Linked DNA regions of Gossypium arboreum: regions 1 and 3 are each linked to region 2. Evidence: chromatin contacts called from public Hi-C data. All regions are on one chromosome and are shown on one strand. The core of a region is the stretch at or near the end of the contact, and the rest is flanking DNA. Distances in the headings are between cores, read along the strand shown. Region 1 overlaps LOC108489294. Region 2 holds the start of LOC108473502 (probable plastidic glucose transporter 1). Region 3 holds the start of LOC108458494.

The links. A called contact is a pair of places that touch in the nucleus more often than the background predicts.
Region 1: a Hi-C map of leaf shows a contact between it and region 2, with 3 times the contacts expected there. The contact joins the enhancer-like site here to the promoter of LOC108473502 in region 2. A contact is called at or near these places in 3 of 5 Hi-C or Micro-C datasets (all in leaf).
Region 3: a Hi-C map of leaf shows a contact between it and region 2, with 4 times the contacts expected there. The contact joins the promoter of LOC108458494 here to the promoter of LOC108473502 in region 2. A contact is called at or near these places in 2 of 5 Hi-C or Micro-C datasets (both in leaf).

Annotation. Positions count from the first base shown.
Region 1 is chr7:49,571,083-49,575,185 of ASM2569848v2, forward strand. It overlaps LOC108489294, which reads left to right. Exons shown (of 16, transcript XM_053030721.1): 13 at 680-817; 14 at 888-1,000; 15 at 1,428-1,511; 16 at 1,617-1,793. The coding sequence ends at 1,633. Among protein-coding and RNA genes, the nearest start is that of LOC128295353, 15 kb to the left of the region's middle. Within about 2 kb of position 2,534, at least 2 of the 2 cell types and tissues checked have an H3K27ac peak or open chromatin away from gene starts, as enhancers often do. A contact at or near this core is called in leaf, where this site is marked.
Region 2 is chr7:49,925,871-49,929,879 of ASM2569848v2, forward strand. It overlaps LOC108473502 (probable plastidic glucose transporter 1), which reads left to right and starts at 2,684. Exons shown (of 12, transcript XM_017775138.2): 1 at 2,684-3,102; 2 at 3,213-3,336; 3 at 3,955-4,009. The coding sequence starts at 2,928.
Region 3 is chr7:50,264,516-50,268,231 of ASM2569848v2, forward strand. LOC108458494 reads left to right here and starts at 1,826. Exons shown (of 10, transcript XM_053030838.1): 1 at 1,826-1,969; 2 at 2,530-2,604; 3 at 3,130-3,271; 4 at 3,404-3,685. The coding sequence starts at 2,549.

The DNA of each region.
Region 1 (4,103 bases), core at 1,284-3,783, 350 kb before region 2:
GGGAGGATCATAATTTGCAGCACCCGAGCTCAAGTGTTGCAGTACTAATAATTGATTATTGGTTTATTGCAGCACAAGCTAGTCTGTTCGAAGAGATTTTTTAGTCCCTTAAAGAAATTTCTCGTTGAGATAGTAATCCACTTATCAAAACTTGATTATTTGAAGAAATTTGTAGTTATTTGTCTTTAAATTAAGCATAAAGAAACCGTGTATCACCTTTATATTTTGGTCTTTTTTTGTTTTATTTCTTAAGTTATAATTATACTTTGTCAACCAAACACTTGTAGAGAATTAGAATTTCTTATAATTATAAGAGTTCTTGGGGCAAGTAACTGGGGTGCTACGTTTATGTTTATATTTAATTCAGTGGGACTTAATAATTATAATGATTACCCACACTTGTCACGCATATAATTATACACAATTGCACTCAAATTCAATTACAGGTGGCTTTCCAAACACATGTTTAGTAGTATTCATTTAAATGATAACTAGAAGCATAAATCTTTCTGTAGGTTCCTATCCCCCTGATATGGTGAGGCATCTTCCATTTTTCCTTCTGTGTTTTTTGTTTTGGGAGAGGTGTTGACTGGATAGATTGAAGGTTCAGTTTACTGACTATTATATTATAACAATTATGATACCAATCTAATTATCCCTTCTGTAATCTGATTGGCAGTAAATCTGGCATTGGGAAGGGAATGTTGGTTGAAGAGCAAAAGAAGATGAAACAACATTTAAAGGCTCTAGAGATGGAGGACATATCTTCGTTTATGGAATCTCTTCCTTCCAACTTTCTCATAATATTGCGGACAGAGTAAGATAAATTCAGTAGCCTATTTGGAGTTCAATAGCTCCTAATCTCATTTTGGTCTTTTCTGTTTTAGTGAATTACTGAGATCTACAGTAAGCAAGCTTGGTGCTTCAAAATGGGTGAGGTTGCTAACCTATGGAAAATATGCCTCACTTGGTCTCTCTCTGAAGTCGAATCCATGCTCTGGTAAACAGTTCTTCTAAACCCTTTTTTTTTTTCCTTTAATTTTATTCTAAATCAGTTGTTATCTGGCCAAGCCAGGGAGAGCTTTTAATGGATGCATCTGTTGTTGTGTTTGTACATTTACGAGTGTATAGTAAGAAAGAGATTTTTATATTCATGAGCAGTTAACGTCGGTATTCTTGGAAGGAACTGATTTTGTGGTCGCATATTTTGTTTTAATTTACAATTTAAGGAATACGATTACTTTATCCTCGTGTGTTCAGATTTGACATCATTGGCCCTATATACCAGATTGATAGGAAATATAGAATACATTCTTCTAAGGCTTACTATAGGTAAGGTTTTTTCTTCTCATAAGTTCTGATATGTAGGTATGTCAGGTAATAAAAAAAAAGGTACCTGAATGATTGGAACATTTTAACATTTTCAGGGGTAACGACTCTGGTTTTGTGGATGGAGAAGCTGAAGCGATGTCTGAATAAGTTTTATGGAAAGATGAGTGCTGCTGGAAAAGGTATGGCGACAATGTTCTTCAACATCTACTTCAAAATGTAGATTCTTTTTCCTTTCTTTTTTGTCTTATGTACTTCGTTATTTACACTAAGTAAATTTTGAGCAGAAGCCATATGTAGATAAAGCTTCCTAGGGCTCAAGGAGCACTGTATTGTAGTTTGATATTGGCTTTTATTGTAGAACTATAAAATTACTCTGAATCTGAAGAATTGTAAGAACAAGAATATTACTCAAAGCTTAACTTGGTGATGAAATTATTTCAAGAAGTACCATTTACTGGGTATGGATTTTGAGTTCAAGCATTTGCAAATTTTTACTACAATCTTTTACGTCAGAAAAAGGAAAAACAAACTTAGATAAGAATTTAAAAACTAGTTTATATATATATGTAGAGAGAGAGAGATTTATATATAAAAGCATTCATTTGGAAATATTTTTAATCACTGAAAATTTTTATTATTCATTATTGTTATATCCAGGCCAAATGGGCTAAGGCCTGTAACAAGGCCCAAAAGAGCTCAAGTTCCAACTGGTACAAAGATCACATGAGCTTAGGCTTTATAAAGTACAAAACATAAATGCTATGCTAGTAAGAACAATGTCACGTGGCACGTAGAGGAATCACCTCTAGCTTTTATCCGACTCAAAAGCTATGCATAGTGTGACTTGCCAACATTCCTAGCGAATAAGAAACATTGCATTAGCTAAAAAGACTAGATCAGACTAGATTTGGGCAATTAAGGGGCAACTTAAAGCTTTATTACATATGTTAAAATTTAACTTAATTTTAGCTTTGACCACGTATATATTTGGATCCAGACCAACCACTTACGATCCTTGTTAGTCGATAGCAAGTTTTAGCCCAAATCCTATCTAATGACTAAGTTCTGGAACAACTAATCAACTAAAAAAGTCAACTTCAACTCATCGGTGTGTTTTCTCTAAGATGCCACCAGTTTGGTTTACTAATCAGTTACCATTGGATAATGCCAAAATCTTTTGAGAATTGGTCCTTCGCAACCACTTCTACCGTTACGACGATTGTAACACCCCCTTACCATGTAAGAAATGCTACATTTACGTACCAAACACATCACTCATGTTCTACTCATCTTTTAGACTCATTTGAAGCTATTTAAGGCTTCTTCAATAATTTCTAAACTGAATATGTAATCTGGTTGCAACCAGAGATCATTCAGAGACCCCTTGATGTAAAAAACAACATAAATTAAGAAAACAAGGTAGAGGTATTGACGCATGCCCCAATTTATCGGTACCTTGACCTTGATACTATTCATTTTTACATTATGTTTGAGCTTTATCAATACAAGCCCTCTAAGTATCAAAATTTGGGTGTATGGAAGCTAAAATCAAGCTTAAAAATACCTCAAAAAGTGTCATAACTTACTCCAATTAATCCCAATCATTCTCAATCATTCTTTGACCTTAAAATACTCCTAATTATCTTTGTAAACATCATGCAATTCATCTATTAGAGTTGTATGACCCAACTTCTTGTTAAAAAAAATAATGGCAAAATAAGGGGATCTGTGGGGGCAAAGGTCGAGGGCCATAGCCGCCGCAAATCTCCATTAAGTATAAAATTAGACTGGGGTCGTAACCGAGGGTGTGCCCTCACGATACGGTACAAGCTGTACAAGTGAAATCTGTATAAAAGTACACTTATTCTGTTTGATATTGATTAGAATAAGGTGTTTCAACCTTACTACATTGCTTCTATTTGACATTGATTATAATAAGGTTTTTCAACCTATAAATAGATGTAGTCTAAACTCCTCTTGTATCATTCAAATTTAACATTAGTGAATTTTCTTCTCCACTATCAATGGTTTTTCTCCCGAAAGGGTTTCCACGTGAAATCTGTGTGTTCTTATCTTTCTTTCTTTTTGCTTTGCGATCGTTTTATATTGTCATTGTCGACGTTCAACTTTTACATCATCCATGTTCAATCTCCATCTAATGTACCACAAAGGTTCAAAACCTCTCCATTTAAACAAAACTCAACTTTGTGCCAGTTCCCTAACTATCTATCACTTTCCTACTTACTGGATACCTAGGTACATGCCACACTAATTCAAAGACACAAAATCCATGGTTCTCAATTCTTACCTTATTGATGAGTTGTGATTTGACAAACCATGCTCAACCTTTTTTTTTGCACAAACACTTTCTGCAATCTACGCATTTGAAAACAAGTTAAGCTTCATAGGAGCTTAGTAAGTTGATCCAGGAGAAAGCAGAAGAAGATTGTATTCAAGTTGTTCGACTCGAGAAAGAAATATTTGGATCACACTTGAAAAGAAAAAAGACAAACAGATTTAGAAAAATAAGAAAAACAAAGAAAATTTTAAAAAATAAAAATAAGGATAAATATTCAACATAATAACTAAATAAAGAAAACAACTTGAATTTCTTATTGATCAAATTTGAGTGTTTTTGAGTTGTTTCATTATGCTAAATACAATGTTTTGGCCGATTTTGCTTGAACAGCCTCTAAAAATTGTCTTTACCTTTAATTTTTTTTTTTGAAAAATATTGATTTCAGTGGGTAAACGAATTCAAATTGATCTGA
Region 2 (4,009 bases), core at 1,434-3,933:
CTTAGCTGCCAAGAGAATGGAAGCTCTAACGTTCGAGAAAGCTAAGTTGTGGAAGCAATGAAGCTTTAGGTGAGTTTCTAAAACTCTAACCATGGATGTTACGATCTATGTTGTTTGAGTATGCCATGTTTGCATAAACATGGATACTCGTAGATGCATGTTAGTAAGCATGAAATGGTCATAATATGGTGTACATCACGTAGTCATGAAATGTGATGATATATGCATGCTTTGCATGAAATCTGTGGGAAAAACCTTATGGTATAGATGAAGTTAGAAAGGGAAATGGGAAGTGACCCTATTAGTTACCACCACGGGCGAAGCTCCAGGCCTTACGGATTGAATATTGCGGTGTTCAAGAATCAAAGTTAGGTGGTGTAAAAGAGATAATGGGAGAAGGATTCAAAAAATGATAAATATGGAAAAGTATTTACCACCAAGGTAGTATCAATTGGTCCTTTAGGGCGACACCGTGACTATGATATATGGCATAAGACCATAAATAAAAGATGTTATAGTAGTCTAGTATGAGGTACGTAGCGTAAAACCATGGATAAAAGATTCCATGGCATCATCATGTAAGGTATAAGGCATACGGTGTAAGACTATAGATGAAAGATGTTATGGCAACCAAGTATAATGAGTAATACTATGGAGGAAAGACTCCATGGTATCATATGATAGTATGCTAGGATAACGAATCGGTGTAAGACCATGGATGAAAGACTCCATGGCATCCATAGAAATAGTTCGCTAGGACAATAAACACAGAACATATATAGCTTGCTGGTATATTAAACACAAATAGAGTCCATTTGGACTATAAACACAGGGTAAGTCGATGGGACATAAAAAATAAGGTAAAAAAGGTGTGAGACCATAGCTTAGCTATGACAAGAGGCCCGCCAAGTAATAAGTGTGGAGTGAGCCACTAAGATGTTCCAATGATGCAAACCACCAAGACGATATGTGTGAGGTACGATACACATGGCTTGGCCACATGGCCATGTGACCCTGCAGTGTAAATTTTTTTTATCTTTTTCCATAAATTTCTAAATGTTTCCAATTTAGTCCCAAATTGTTTTTAAAGTGCTTCTAAGGCCTCGAGAGCTCAATTAAGGGACGATATGCATGTGTTTGAATGGGCTAAGATATGATTTATGAAATGTTTAGAAATGAATGATTATAAGTTACGTTTTCACAATAATACTCCGTAACCTTATTTCGACGACGGATATAAGTTTGAGGTGTTATAGGGGAAGAATAGAATAGCATTCCCCCATTATTCATTGAATGGTAAATCATTCGTTTGTTTAGTTGAACGTAATACTCATTCAATGGAATGACCATTACTTCCATATTACTTGTCTTCTTGTAATAGCTATTCTTTGGTATCACTAAAGAATGACTATTCCATGCAACATTGAATAATAAAGAAAAATTAATTTTAGATTAGTCCTTTAAAACTTGGACTTAGAAAATATAAAAATAAAATATTTGAAATATTTTAATATAATTTAATATAAAATATTTAATATCAAAATATAATTTAAAATAAAAATATTTTAATATAAAAATAATTATATTAAAATATTATTATTTTTATTAAATTATATTTAATAATAATTCTATTAAAATATGATTAAATTATTTTTAATAATAATCCTATTAAAATTTAATAACAATAACAATAATTATCTACTTACAAAAAAATTGATAAGGGTACTCCAATCATTTCAATTTTTTCCTTATACTATTATAACAACATTCCATTCAACCAAACATAAGAATACTTTACAGTTTTATTCAATTCCATTGAACTAAACATTGAATTATTGATTACAGCCCTATTGTATTACAACTCAATTCTATTACATTAAACCAAACGTAGTGTTGGATAATACATTCCAACCAAATGAACCAAACAAGATAATGTAACATACCATCGACAACCTTATGTCAGCGAACCAAACGTAGTGTTGGATAATACATTCCAATCAAATGAGCCAATCAAAGTAATGTAACATACCATATACAACCTTACGTTTTTTGTAATTCTATTACGAAAATTTATATTATATTCCTTGAACCAAACATTCCCGAAAGTTCTTTAATATTGATTTCATAGCTAATTTTTTTTTATAAATATCAAAACATATATGAAATTTGATTCAATGTGCATTATCATATATGAACTTTGATTTTATACAATTTTATGCATTAAATTTTAATTTAATTCAATTTTACAAATTTTTAACAATATTATTGAATTAACACAAATCACATTGATATTATATACAAAACAATTATATTAATTCAATATGAAAATAAATATATTTATTTGTTTTTTAAATGTGTAGAATTGAATCCAAATTAAAATTTATTATATATATAAAAACTAAAATTCAAATTTAATATATATAATTGTACCAAGTATATATTACAAATTACACATTTTAATTGATTTTGAATTTATGGGTTTTAGATGTGAGGTTAACATGATTTCACGGTTTTCTTTCTTCTAATTTTCAATTATTTGGATTTTAGTTATTTAATATGAGATCCCTTCGATTATTTAGAAGTAAAAAGTTCTGACTCATGGCATTTTACGATTAAACCACGTCTTTAACATTTCAAAATTTAATATCCTTGCATAAAAAGTATCCACAAATAAGTAAATTACGTCATGCTAAAGAAAATGTCACTAAAATGCTCTCATCCTTGCCGGTATACTGTTGAACTATGCCCTCGTGTTTCCCGCCAATTTGTTACTCTTTTTTTTATGACCGTTTTATCCTATTCCTTCCTTGCAGAGCTAACAAATTACGCCACCTGGCTTTATCCTATCATTTCTATCTAATTATTGAAGGAAAAAAATAAACAAAAAACACTTCAATTCCCATTCTCTCTCCTCGATTTCTCACTCGATGTGGGTTGCCACCGTACTCCACCGACCGGTCGTCCCGGTTCCCCTATTCTTCACCTCTCATCTAAGCCCCAAAGTACTCCTTAAACCCAAAACCTTTCGTTTTGGTTTCCCCTTGCCGTCACTAAAGTTGAAAGCTTCGGCGACTAAGAAGCAGTTGCAGACTCAGGAGCCAGGTTTTTACTATCATTTATTTTTCGGCTTATTGGCTTTCGTCAAATTCAATCGACGGACAAGATTCTGTGGAATTTTTGTAGTTAATATCTGATTAGGGTTTAAATTGCAGATAATGAAGATTTACGTAATCAAGAAAAAAACGATGATCAAAGCTTTGATTTGGGATGGCTTCCTACTTTCCCTCACGTTTTGGTTGCTTCAATGTCCAATTTCCTTTTCGGCTATCACATAGGGTAAGTGTTTTTTTAATAAAAACATTGTTCTTTCTTTCTGAAAATTTAATTGTTGTTTTCTTTTCCTTGCTCTTTTTGCTATGCAATGAAGCATTTGAATATTCTGGAGCTTAATTCAGCTCTTATTGAATTTTTTTTTTATGCTTTATTGTTCTTTCTAATTAGTTGCTCGCTCTTTTAGCTGTTGAGAAATTGGAAATTATGTTGCTAACTGATTTATATGCTTACAAGAGTTTTATTTATTTAACTATAAATATTCCATAAAAAACTATAAATAAGGAAACTAAACACTGAATTATTGTCTTTTAATGTATAAACCTGGTTGTAGAGTGTTAAAATTTCATCGGGAGTGTATGGAAGGAATTCATATACCCGGTCTCTTAATTCTCCCTAAAGTACCGATGTCCAACACTTGTGTTTGACATAGGTATGGGATATGATCATATATGTGAAGAAATAAAATAGAAACAAAAATATTGAGTATGCCCATATTGGACTCACACACGTATTCAATACTCACCATAACATAGGTGTAACTTGAAAATCAATGATATTTTTAAAGAGTAAAATTGTTTTGTCAAAGAGTCAGTTCACAAAATTGCATTCTTTGTTTTGCAGAGTAATGAATGGTCCAATCGTTTCAATTGCAAGAGAACTTGGTTTCGAAGGAGAT
Region 3 (3,716 bases), core at 576-3,075, 340 kb after region 2:
TATATTTATATTGTCTATTTTTAATTCTTTTACGTATTATATATTTTAAACTTCTTATTTATTACTTTTAAATTAACTTATATATTATTTATTTTAAAATTATTTTACATACCTTAATTTAAACCCATTCTATTTATTCCATATTATTTATTTTACACTTTTATTTATATATATTATCTATTTTAAAATTACTCATATGAATATTTTTAATTTGCTTTATATAATATAATTTTTAAATTCTTTTACATTATTTATTTTAAACTCATTTTATGCATTTTTCATTTTAAATTGTTTTATTATTTACTTTAAAATTTTATATATATTATCAATTTCAAATCGTTACATCTTTTTTTCACATATATACTAGTTATTTCTTAAATGTCTTGTATATTATTTATTTTAAATTTCTTTTTACATAACATTTATTTTAAACTCATTTATATATTATTTATCTTAAATTATTTTACATATTATTCATTTTAAACTTTTTCAGATATTATTTATTTCAAACTTTCGCCTATATTACCTATTCTAAAATTTCTTATACATATATTCTATTTTTAAATTATTTTGTACATTGTTGATTAAATTTCTTTTCATTATTTATTCTAAATTCATTTCTTATCATTTTAAAATTTGTTTTACGTTTCAGTCATTTTAGTTTGCGTTATAATATTTTTAATTCATTTGTCTTTGATTATTAATGATTAGTATTTAAGTGACATATGTTATGTGATTATTGCCATTGTGTGTAGTATAATTCGTTTATTCGTATTTTTGTTATTACCATTTGCTTGTATAATATTATATTCATGTTGTTATTCCGTACTCTATGTTATATTTTTGTTTTATCTAGTTTAAACCATATCATACATTAACCCAACATACTGACCTGACTTGGATCGCTTGATTTTTTTTTCCAAAAAATAATACACGTTATTTAAATATCGTATTCGCTATTGTTCAAAAACAAAATTTTCTAAAATAAGGCAATGTTTTGCGTTTTAGAACATCGAGGGATTGTGCATGTTTTGTGTTTTAGAACATCGAGGGATTGTGCCCTAACTTACAGGGTTTCGATTTTTTCCTTGATTCTAAATAGCCAAATATCCTTTCGAATTTTAAAATACATGGAATTCTAATTAAAATTAAAGACAAACTTGTGCTTGAGAGTTCATGGTATTGTGTCCTAATTTACGGGATGTGATACTCCGATATCTCGAGACGAGGAAATCTTTAACAATCGTTTTGAGCTAATTCAAGAATTTTTAAAATCGATGCTAATAAAAAAGGATAGTATTTCAAATCCGTCCCTGGTTTTCAACTATTCGACATTGAGACACAAACTAATCAATTCGGTACCAATTTTTGGACGTGTCGAGGGTGCTAATCCTTCTTCGCATTTAACCGACTCCCGAACTTGTTCTCTTGAATTTCGAAGACCAAAATGCTGTTTTAATAAATTAAAATTGTTTTAAAACAAAAGTGATCCGATCACACCAAATAAAGATCGATGGCAACTCCTATTTTAATTTTCGCTTTCAAATAAAGTCGATTACCAATAATTTCGACAATATTGATAATATCTAAAAAAAGATATTCAACATGTTAATATAATATCTTTTAATACAATGCATTAATTATCATAAATTTTATTCCTCATCAATTTTATGTCGTTTTCTATCTTGGGTTTTTTTTTTCTTTTTCTTTTTCTGAAAGGACCTTCTCATCACGGTTAGATTCAAGCTCACAGTTAAAAAAAAGGTGGCTTTGTACTTATCCGGTTATCAAATTCAACAATTTCTTTATTAAGTGAAAAAGAAGAAGCGAGTTGAGTGTTTCATCTTTAAGTTGGTAGTATGTTTGGTTTTTTGGTAATAGTATAATTGGTTAGATTGTTGTTATATAATTTCAATTTTTATAAATAGAAACAGGCGAAGCACATCGTAAGGGTATTATCGGCGCGTAGGTATATTAATTAGATCAGATCTCCTTCTAATTTTACCATTTTAGCCTTCGTCTTCCACTTCTTTCCAGTTTCCTCCAAAGCTCTCACATCAATAATTAGTACTAAGTACTAACTCTTATTTATTTATTTGTTTCGAATATCCAATAATTTTTGAATACACATAGACGTGTTGTGAACGTGTCGAATCTTGCCTGCCTTCATCACGCCTTCCAACCCAACCAAACTCTTTCCCTCTCAACCATTATTATTTCCTTTCATTTCATTTAATACAAAACAATTTCATTTTTCTTTTTGCCTTTTAATCTGATTCTCTCTCTTTTATTAAATGTTGTTATGAAGTTAAAAGTGTGATTGTGTTTCCTTCCTTTTCTCTCCCTTTTTTGTTTTATCACTTCCATTTTCATGGAATTCCTTTCTTCATGGTCTATTTTCCTCTCTTTCTTAGTATCTATCTATGTATATATATAGTAATGTTGTTTATTTTGGATATGAATGAATTTTTTATTTCTTGTATGCTAATTGTTAAGCTGTGATTTGCTGTAATTTGAAATTAAAAGCAGAGCTTAGAGCTTAATTTTGATGGGGAAGCACGACGATGAGCGCTCTGTTTTTCCTTTAACCAGTCTCCAAATCGGGTAATTCTTTTAACTATTTTTACTTTTACCATCTGTATGCTTGATCTGAGTAGAAGTTGAAATTTTGGCTTCAGACTATGTTCATGGACTCGGATTGACTGTCATAGATATACATGTTTGAGGCGGTATATGCATTTCCTTTTTTCGAAGTTTTTCATATATGTTGGGATCATATTCCAATGCTCATTTCCGGTATATGCGCTTATGATTAGAAAAATATGAGTTGGTTAACATATGCTTCAGCTGCTAGTCATACTTCATACAGTCGTGTTATTTTTTTTCCCGATTTCTGATTAGTGACCTTTTTTTCTTTCTTTTAATGAGTGTTGATACATTTTTTTATATGGTAATTTTGTGTGTTTCTAGGACTTCATTTGTAGAAATATCAAATCCTGGGCGTTAATCAATTGATTTATTCTAAGCACTTGGTTTATGGGAAATATCACAATCACTGAGTTATTTCTCAGGGTTTTCCACTTTTCTTATGTATTATTTGAAATTTTATTGTCTAATCTCTGATTGCAGAGACTTGCAGTCTTATCTATCGGATCTTAGCCTTTTCTTGGCCCCTGAAAGTAAAAAATTCTACATTTTGGTGGACAACCGGCCATGGCTTAGGGACTTAGGTTCACGTCCTGCTCACTTGTGGCAATTGATGGTTACCAAGGTTGTTGAGCACACCTTTTATTTTGATTCTTTTGAAATATATGGTTTTATTTAATTATTTTTAATTTTTAAATGATTAGAATATTTTAATGAATTTAAGTGGATTTTTTTTCTTCCTATTTACATTTTACAGTCCAGGTTATCTCCTTTTGCTAACACCAAAGGTCGTAGGGCAAGAAAGGATGGAAAAGAAGCTTCTTCCAAATCAAATGCTAAAGATGCCAAGAAGTTGGAGAGATGGTTCTCTTTGGTAGATGCTGCAATGCTGTCGAAAAAGAGAATTTTGCTACCCGTTAAGACATTGAAAACCTCTTCACTTCTTAGCAATGAGCTGCATAGGACATTGTATGGCTTCATTGTATTTGAAGTTTCATGGTCCAATGTTCGAGGTCTTAACTACTTGAATGAACTTCAGGTATTTGTTCTTGTATGTGCTCAATAATTTT